Regions from separate parts of the Oryctolagus cuniculus genome. Here region 2 is linked to region 1. The links are chromatin contacts, called in public Hi-C maps. All regions are on one chromosome and are shown on one strand. The core of a region is the stretch at or near the end of the contact, and the rest is flanking DNA. Distances in the headings are between cores, read along the strand shown.

The links. Hi-C and Micro-C count contacts between places; a contact is called where the count stands out from the background.
Region 2: a Hi-C map of liver shows a contact between it and region 1, with 6 times the contacts expected there. The contact joins two enhancer-like sites. A contact is called at or near these places in 4 of 6 Hi-C or Micro-C datasets (ear pinna, liver, psoas muscle and 1 more).

The regions. Positions count from the first base shown.
Region 1 is chr7:56,679,809-56,682,641 of mOryCun1.1, reverse strand. It overlaps MAGI3 (membrane associated guanylate kinase, WW and PDZ domain containing 3), which reads left to right. Exons shown (of 22, transcript XM_017345964.3): 22 at 1-877. It overlaps PHTF1 (putative homeodomain transcription factor 1), which reads right to left. Exons shown (of 19, transcript XM_070077843.1): 19 at 2,760-2,833. Among named protein-coding and RNA genes, the nearest start is that of PHTF1, 54 kb to the right of the region's middle. Within about 2 kb of position 1,496, at least 1 of the 8 cell types and tissues checked has an H3K27ac peak or open chromatin away from gene starts, as enhancers often do.
Region 2 is chr7:57,209,650-57,212,710 of mOryCun1.1, reverse strand. The region is part of intron 1 of LOC127493688 (a long non-coding RNA gene); the gene reads left to right. Among named protein-coding and RNA genes, the nearest start is that of LRIG2, 77 kb to the left of the region's middle. Within about 2 kb of position 1,575, at least 3 of the 8 cell types and tissues checked have an H3K27ac peak or open chromatin away from gene starts, as enhancers often do.

The DNA of each region.
Region 1 (2,833 bases), core at 247-2,746:
ATGTCCACGCCAGGTGTGGAGCAGCAGACCCTGGCTAAGACCGACCCAGCAAGGAAGGACAAACGTGGCAGACAGTCCTCGCTGCACTGTATTTTATTTTTAATCTACATTAACTTCCTTATTTAGAAATAAGAGACTTAACATGTGCTTAGCTTTTACAAATTTTCAGAGTCCTCTTGAATTCTAATTAAAGATATTTGTTGAAAGAGGAAGTTTTAAACTCCGTAAAACAGCGGGCTTCTCAGTCCCATGAAACAGCACTCAGTAGCATTGTCAAAAAAGGCACATTCTCAGAATCAAATTATTTTCTAGAATATTTGCACACACTTGTGCTGTCACCCAAGTTCATCTTGTGAAACAACACATCAGGTCCTTCCCTCTGCCAGTCTGACTGTGAAACTCTCGCACGTGACAACTGTATCAGCCCTGGAGATAAGACGCACTTCCCAGAGGGAGTTGTGAAACCCCATTTTCATCCAGAACTATATTTAGTCACCCATTGTTAACTACTTGAATAGAGCAAAACTAGGAGGCGTGGTAAATGCCAAGAATTTAGTACCACAGAAATTTATTTTCCCTATAGCTCACAATTAGTGATACAAATCCTATTTTTATCGTTAACTGTGACATAACTTTGATGTCATATGTTGTCAGTCTGATGTGGCTCTTCCTAAGTAACCTGTCACTGTACTGATTATATACTGATTTAGCGATGTGGCCTTGGAATGTCTAGAAAAATATGGATGTACTGGTTGTAAATGTTTATATATTGTACAGTCCCTTTATATATACACTGAGGTTCTGATTAGAGAAAGAGATCTGTAAATCGCTCGTTATTTTTTATATAGATATTAAAAAAAGAAAAAGCAAAAAGTAATTCCTGGCCTGCATCTCTTTTGCTGTCAGTTTTGTTTAATGCTGCTTTCTGGTTTTGGAGACAGTTCCCACTACGGCCTGATCCTTACCCTCCAGCCCACACCCAGAGTCCCACAATCAGGAAGATTCTTCCAGTGACGACTTTAGCTACAGAGGTTCTACTTTTATTATCTATAAAGCTTGAAACTGATTTGTGCCAGATATCATGATGCCCGTTTTTCACTTTCATTGCCAACAAAACAGTGTTGCATAAACAGTCTGTCCCTAACAAAGCCCTCCCTCACACTGTCCTACTGGGGATTCAGCCCCCAGACACTTATCACGGCGACAGCAGCAGAAGTCCAGTACCACAAGATCGCGGAGTTCAATGATTTCATCACACTGGGGCAGTTCACATTTTAAAATATCATTTAATTGACATTTATACTTACTTTCAGGATGAAGTGTTCTGACTTGATTTCATATAACTCTCAATGTGAATAATACTTCAAGACCATGATGAATTTAGTACTCTTCGGGGGAAAGTACATTCCTAGTTACACTGCGTGAGTGCGCACTAAAAATAAGCCTCCGCAGTGGAGAGGTTGCAGCGAAGGCCACACAGCTTGGCAGCAGAACCATCCTGTTGCTGTCTCAGTGGACATATCTTCTTACTGGCCACAGCAGGCAGGAAATCGTGGGAAGCTACTGCACTGCCTCACTAGCAAGATTAGAAAGGTGGGTCTTATCCTCTGAGCCAATCAGCTTCTGTGTAATGGTCAGTTCCTTGTCCTCAGAAAGGCATTTGACTTTTTACTGCTACATGAGAATATCTTGATAGCAAGATGTTCTTTTAAACATGTAGACAAGTGAATTTTATGTTTAAAGCAGAGTTGGGTTTTAACAAAGCAGGGGGCATTCACATCAGTGGGAGCACCTAATGCCTGCCAGGGAGCCAGTCCAGAGTGTGCCCTCGGGTCAAGGAACACTGGTGCGCATGTAGACTGGTGACGGAAGGGGACACCTGAGTGGGGTAAGGTTGACTGCAGCACGTGTGCCCTCCATGGCATGCTTCAGTGCCCAACACTACGGTTTTTAAACAGTGACAGATTTACTTATTCAGGCAGTTCCTTCTGGTTCTATTAGATTTATCAATATAATGACTAATGCTAATAACATCATTATAGTTTAACAACACAATGACTTGTTAACAGCATACCATGTTTAAATGAAATCTGGGGCCGGCGCCGCGGCTCACTAGGCTAATCCTCCGCCTAGCGGCGCCGGCACACCGGGTTCTAGTCCCGGTCGGGGCTCCGGATTCTGTCCCGGTTGCCCCTCTTCCAGGCCAGCCCTCTGCTGTGGCCAGGGAGTGCAGTGGAGGATGGCCCAGGTGCTTGGGCCCTGCACCCCATGGGAGACCAGGAAAAGCACCTGGCTCCTGGCTCCTGCCATCGGATCAGCGCGGTGCGCCGGCCGCAGCACGCTGGCCGCGGCGGCCATTGGAGGGTGAACCAACGGCAAAAAGGAAGACCTTTCTCTCTGTCTCTCTCTCTCTCTCACTGTCCACTCTGCCTGTCAAAAAATAAAAAAAATAAAAAAATAAAAAAATAAAAAAAAAAAAAATGAAATCTGGAATCTTTGCCTTGGTTAGGTAAGTTCAAGATATTCACTAAATTGGCTGTTTTCAATGTTGCCATGCAATTAACCTTAAGAAGTATAATAATATGAATGAATGATTGTAAAGTTGGGATTTTACTTCATAGAAAACTTGGAATTTTCCTCACTTATATTTGAAAATACAAAAACATAGAAAAGAGCTTTAAGTTAGCCTCAATCAAGATGTTAACAATTTTGTGAGTATGTGTCTATTTTACAATATTTGCATTAAAGTCAGCAAGAACTATTAGCAAACGCACCAGGTGTTTATTTTGTCCTTAAAGGACACCACGTGTTCACTGGAGTAGTAGCTTGGTGC
Region 2 (3,061 bases), core at 326-2,825, 530 kb before region 1:
ACCAGGTCCAGTTTTGTCTTTAAACTGTCGACAGGTGCTCCCAGAAGCTCTGAAACAGTGTATTTCTTCCAGGCACAGCAAAGCCATCCTCGCCACTGCTTGCCATGCGTCTTTGTTTCTTCTAGCTGTTTTCCAGTGGTTTTTCCCAGCACACAACCATTTTATCCAGAGAACAATAATTATAGAGGCTTGCATGGGAGTGTGTAGGGCAGAGCGCCTGCTAGGCTTAAAAGAAGTGGGAAACAAAGCCTGGAGAAATCGTTTTGTGTGGGAAGTGCTGAGCCTCCCGGAATACATCCTGGGTGAGACTCCTCCTTGACCCCAAGCTCCGCAGATCCCCAAGGACTGTGTGAGACTTCCCGCAGCAGGCTGGCTGGCTTCTCAGAAGGACTTTGCAGTGAGCTGAGTAGTAGGAGGCTACACTGCAGCCTAACAAAGGCATGAACAGAAACACCAAATCCAAGGGCCGAGGGCGTGGTCAAAGCAAAGTCTCACTCAGTGTAGGAGCCTACCTTCCTGTTGTTGGTGCTCGGCTGTTCTTCCTCACTGTTCAGCTGGGGCTGCTGGCACCATCCAGCTTGCATTGTCTTCGGGCTAAGATAATTATAGCCTCCTCTGAACTATCAGTTTCTCTTTGATGCCTTGTATGTTCATCAGCCACTTCCCAATAAATGGCCCAGGATACATGTGCACTCGTCCTCAGAGTAGGGCAACCGAGTCCAGCCAAGCAGAATCTGCAAACTCCTAAGAAGGAGCTCCGCCCCCACCTCCACCCTGCCCCCTCCACGGCTACACCGGCCGGCAGGGCTAGGCAGAGAGCCTCAGCTTCCAGGTGGGAGAGCAATGGATGGGTTGGTTCTGGAAAGCAGGGCAAACTAGGGTGCTTCCTTGGCACATTTGCTCTTCGAATCTAGATTTTAATTTATTTTAAAGGTTTATTTTATTGGAAAGGCAGGGTGACAGGCAGAGATTGATCTTCCACCTGCTGGTTCACTTCCTAAACGGCTACAACAGCTGGGGCTGGACCAGGCCGAGGCCAGGAACCTGGAACTCCATCCAGGTCTCCCGGGTGGGTGGCAGGGGCCCAAGGACTTGGGCCATCTTCTGCAGCTTTCCAAGGTGCATTAGCAGGGAGCTGGATCAGAAGTGGAGCAGCCTTGGCCCCAGAACCAGCGCTCGGGTATGGAATGCCGGTGTCCCCCGGTGTCCCCCGCAGCGGCTCACCCTGCTGCACTACGTTGCCAGCCCCAAATCTAGATTTTAGAATATGAGAGGACACTGGTCCCAAGCTACAGATGACCCATGCCATTGAGAAACTGAGACATTCGGCCCCTGGGCATCTCATCAGCAGACTACACGGGGCTGGAAAAGGAACTGACGGTATCCTAAGGGTCGTGCCATTTTCTCACCTTTTTGTCTTTCGGGTTTTATTGAGACATTTAGAATTGATCCTCCACGGTGGTTTGAGCCAGACTGGCCTCTAGGTGGCGCTTCGGCACCGAGAATGGCGGCGGGCGGCAGCGGGCGTCCCCTCTGCTGCGGTTCCTAGCGGATGCCATCAGATAAGGGGATTCATGGGAAATCGGGCCTCTCCGCTGCACGACACTAGGAAGGCCTGCCCTTTGTCCCTGCCCAGCCCGGGACTCCGGCGAGGTCAGGGGCGGCGCAGGGTCCTGCCAGGGGTTGGGAGAGCGAGACCGGAGCTGCAGGCTCCCCGGTGTTCGGGAGGCCGCGCCCAGGCCTGCAGCCCCTGACGGAGCGACTGAGCGCCGCCCTTGGCTGCACCTGGCTGGCCGCCCACGCGCCGAGGTGGAACTTCTCCGCTGCTCCCGGCTCCTCCCTGCCCCCACACCCTGTTCCCACCTTGCGCGGGTCTTCCAGGACTGCAGTGCCTGTCAGTACCAGCAGATAGCGACTTCCCCCGGGGAAGTTGTTGATTTCTATAGTGGTTTCGGGGCTTGGCACCCTGGAGTGCTAAAAATTACATTTAAGGGGATACTGAGTACATTTAAGGGGACGGTAAGTGGTGGGGTCCACTCTGTAGGACGTGAGCATGGCTGCACTAGCTGCGGATGCCCTCACACGGGGTTCCAGTAGAAGGCACAGTGTGCAGGAACCTGAAGGGGCGGGCGCTGCAGATCCTGGAAGATACCCCGGGGTCAGGCACTGGGGCCCTGGCTGCCTGTCAGGTGGATACTAGAGGGTGTGGGTGGACCTGGGGGAGGCTTCTCTGAGGCCTTCCTAAAAGGACGGACAGGGACCTGCATTGTGGCACAGTGGTTACGCCACCTCCCACTATGCCAGTATTCCATATAAGTACAAGTTCGAGTCCCGGCTGCTCGGCTTCGGATCCACCTCCCTGCTATCGTGCCTGGGAAGGGACTAGAGGATGGCCCAAGTGCCTGGGTCCCTGCCACCCACACGGGGGAACCTAGCCATGTGGCTATTTGGGGAGTGAACCAGCAGATAGACGATTCCTTCTCGCCCATCTTCCTTTCTGCCTGTAACTCTGACTTTCAAATAAATATATATGTATATATATATATATATTTAAAGCATGGGACAGGTCAGCACACTGACCATCAAAACCCTTCTGTCTTTATCTGACATTAGTATGTCTTGGATTAAAAACTCTGAGACACAGTTTCGTTTTTACCCATCCTATCCTATTCCAATCCATGAGCCTCGCTTTGTGTGCCTGGTTTAATGTACATATCTCTGGCAATTTAGGATCCTACAATGAGACTATAACTGGCTCCAGCCCCAGCTCTCCTGCTCCCTAGCTGTGTGATGTGGGTCAGTCATTTAACCTCAGTGTGCCTCTGTCTCTCACCTTGTAAGGGACAAGAACAGGCGTGTTTAACTCATGGCATTATTGGAGGGACTTAGAGGGTCACTTCATACAGCTGGGACTGTGCCTGGTCAGAAGGTGGAGGTAAGGGTGTGTCCAGCAGGTGGCTTTGTGGCACCCGGGGCTTGAGAACTGGTCTGTGTTTGCCCTGTGGGGGCTCTCGCGGTTTTGTAGAATTCCCTTATTGTAGCTGCCAGGCTGTCAACTTTC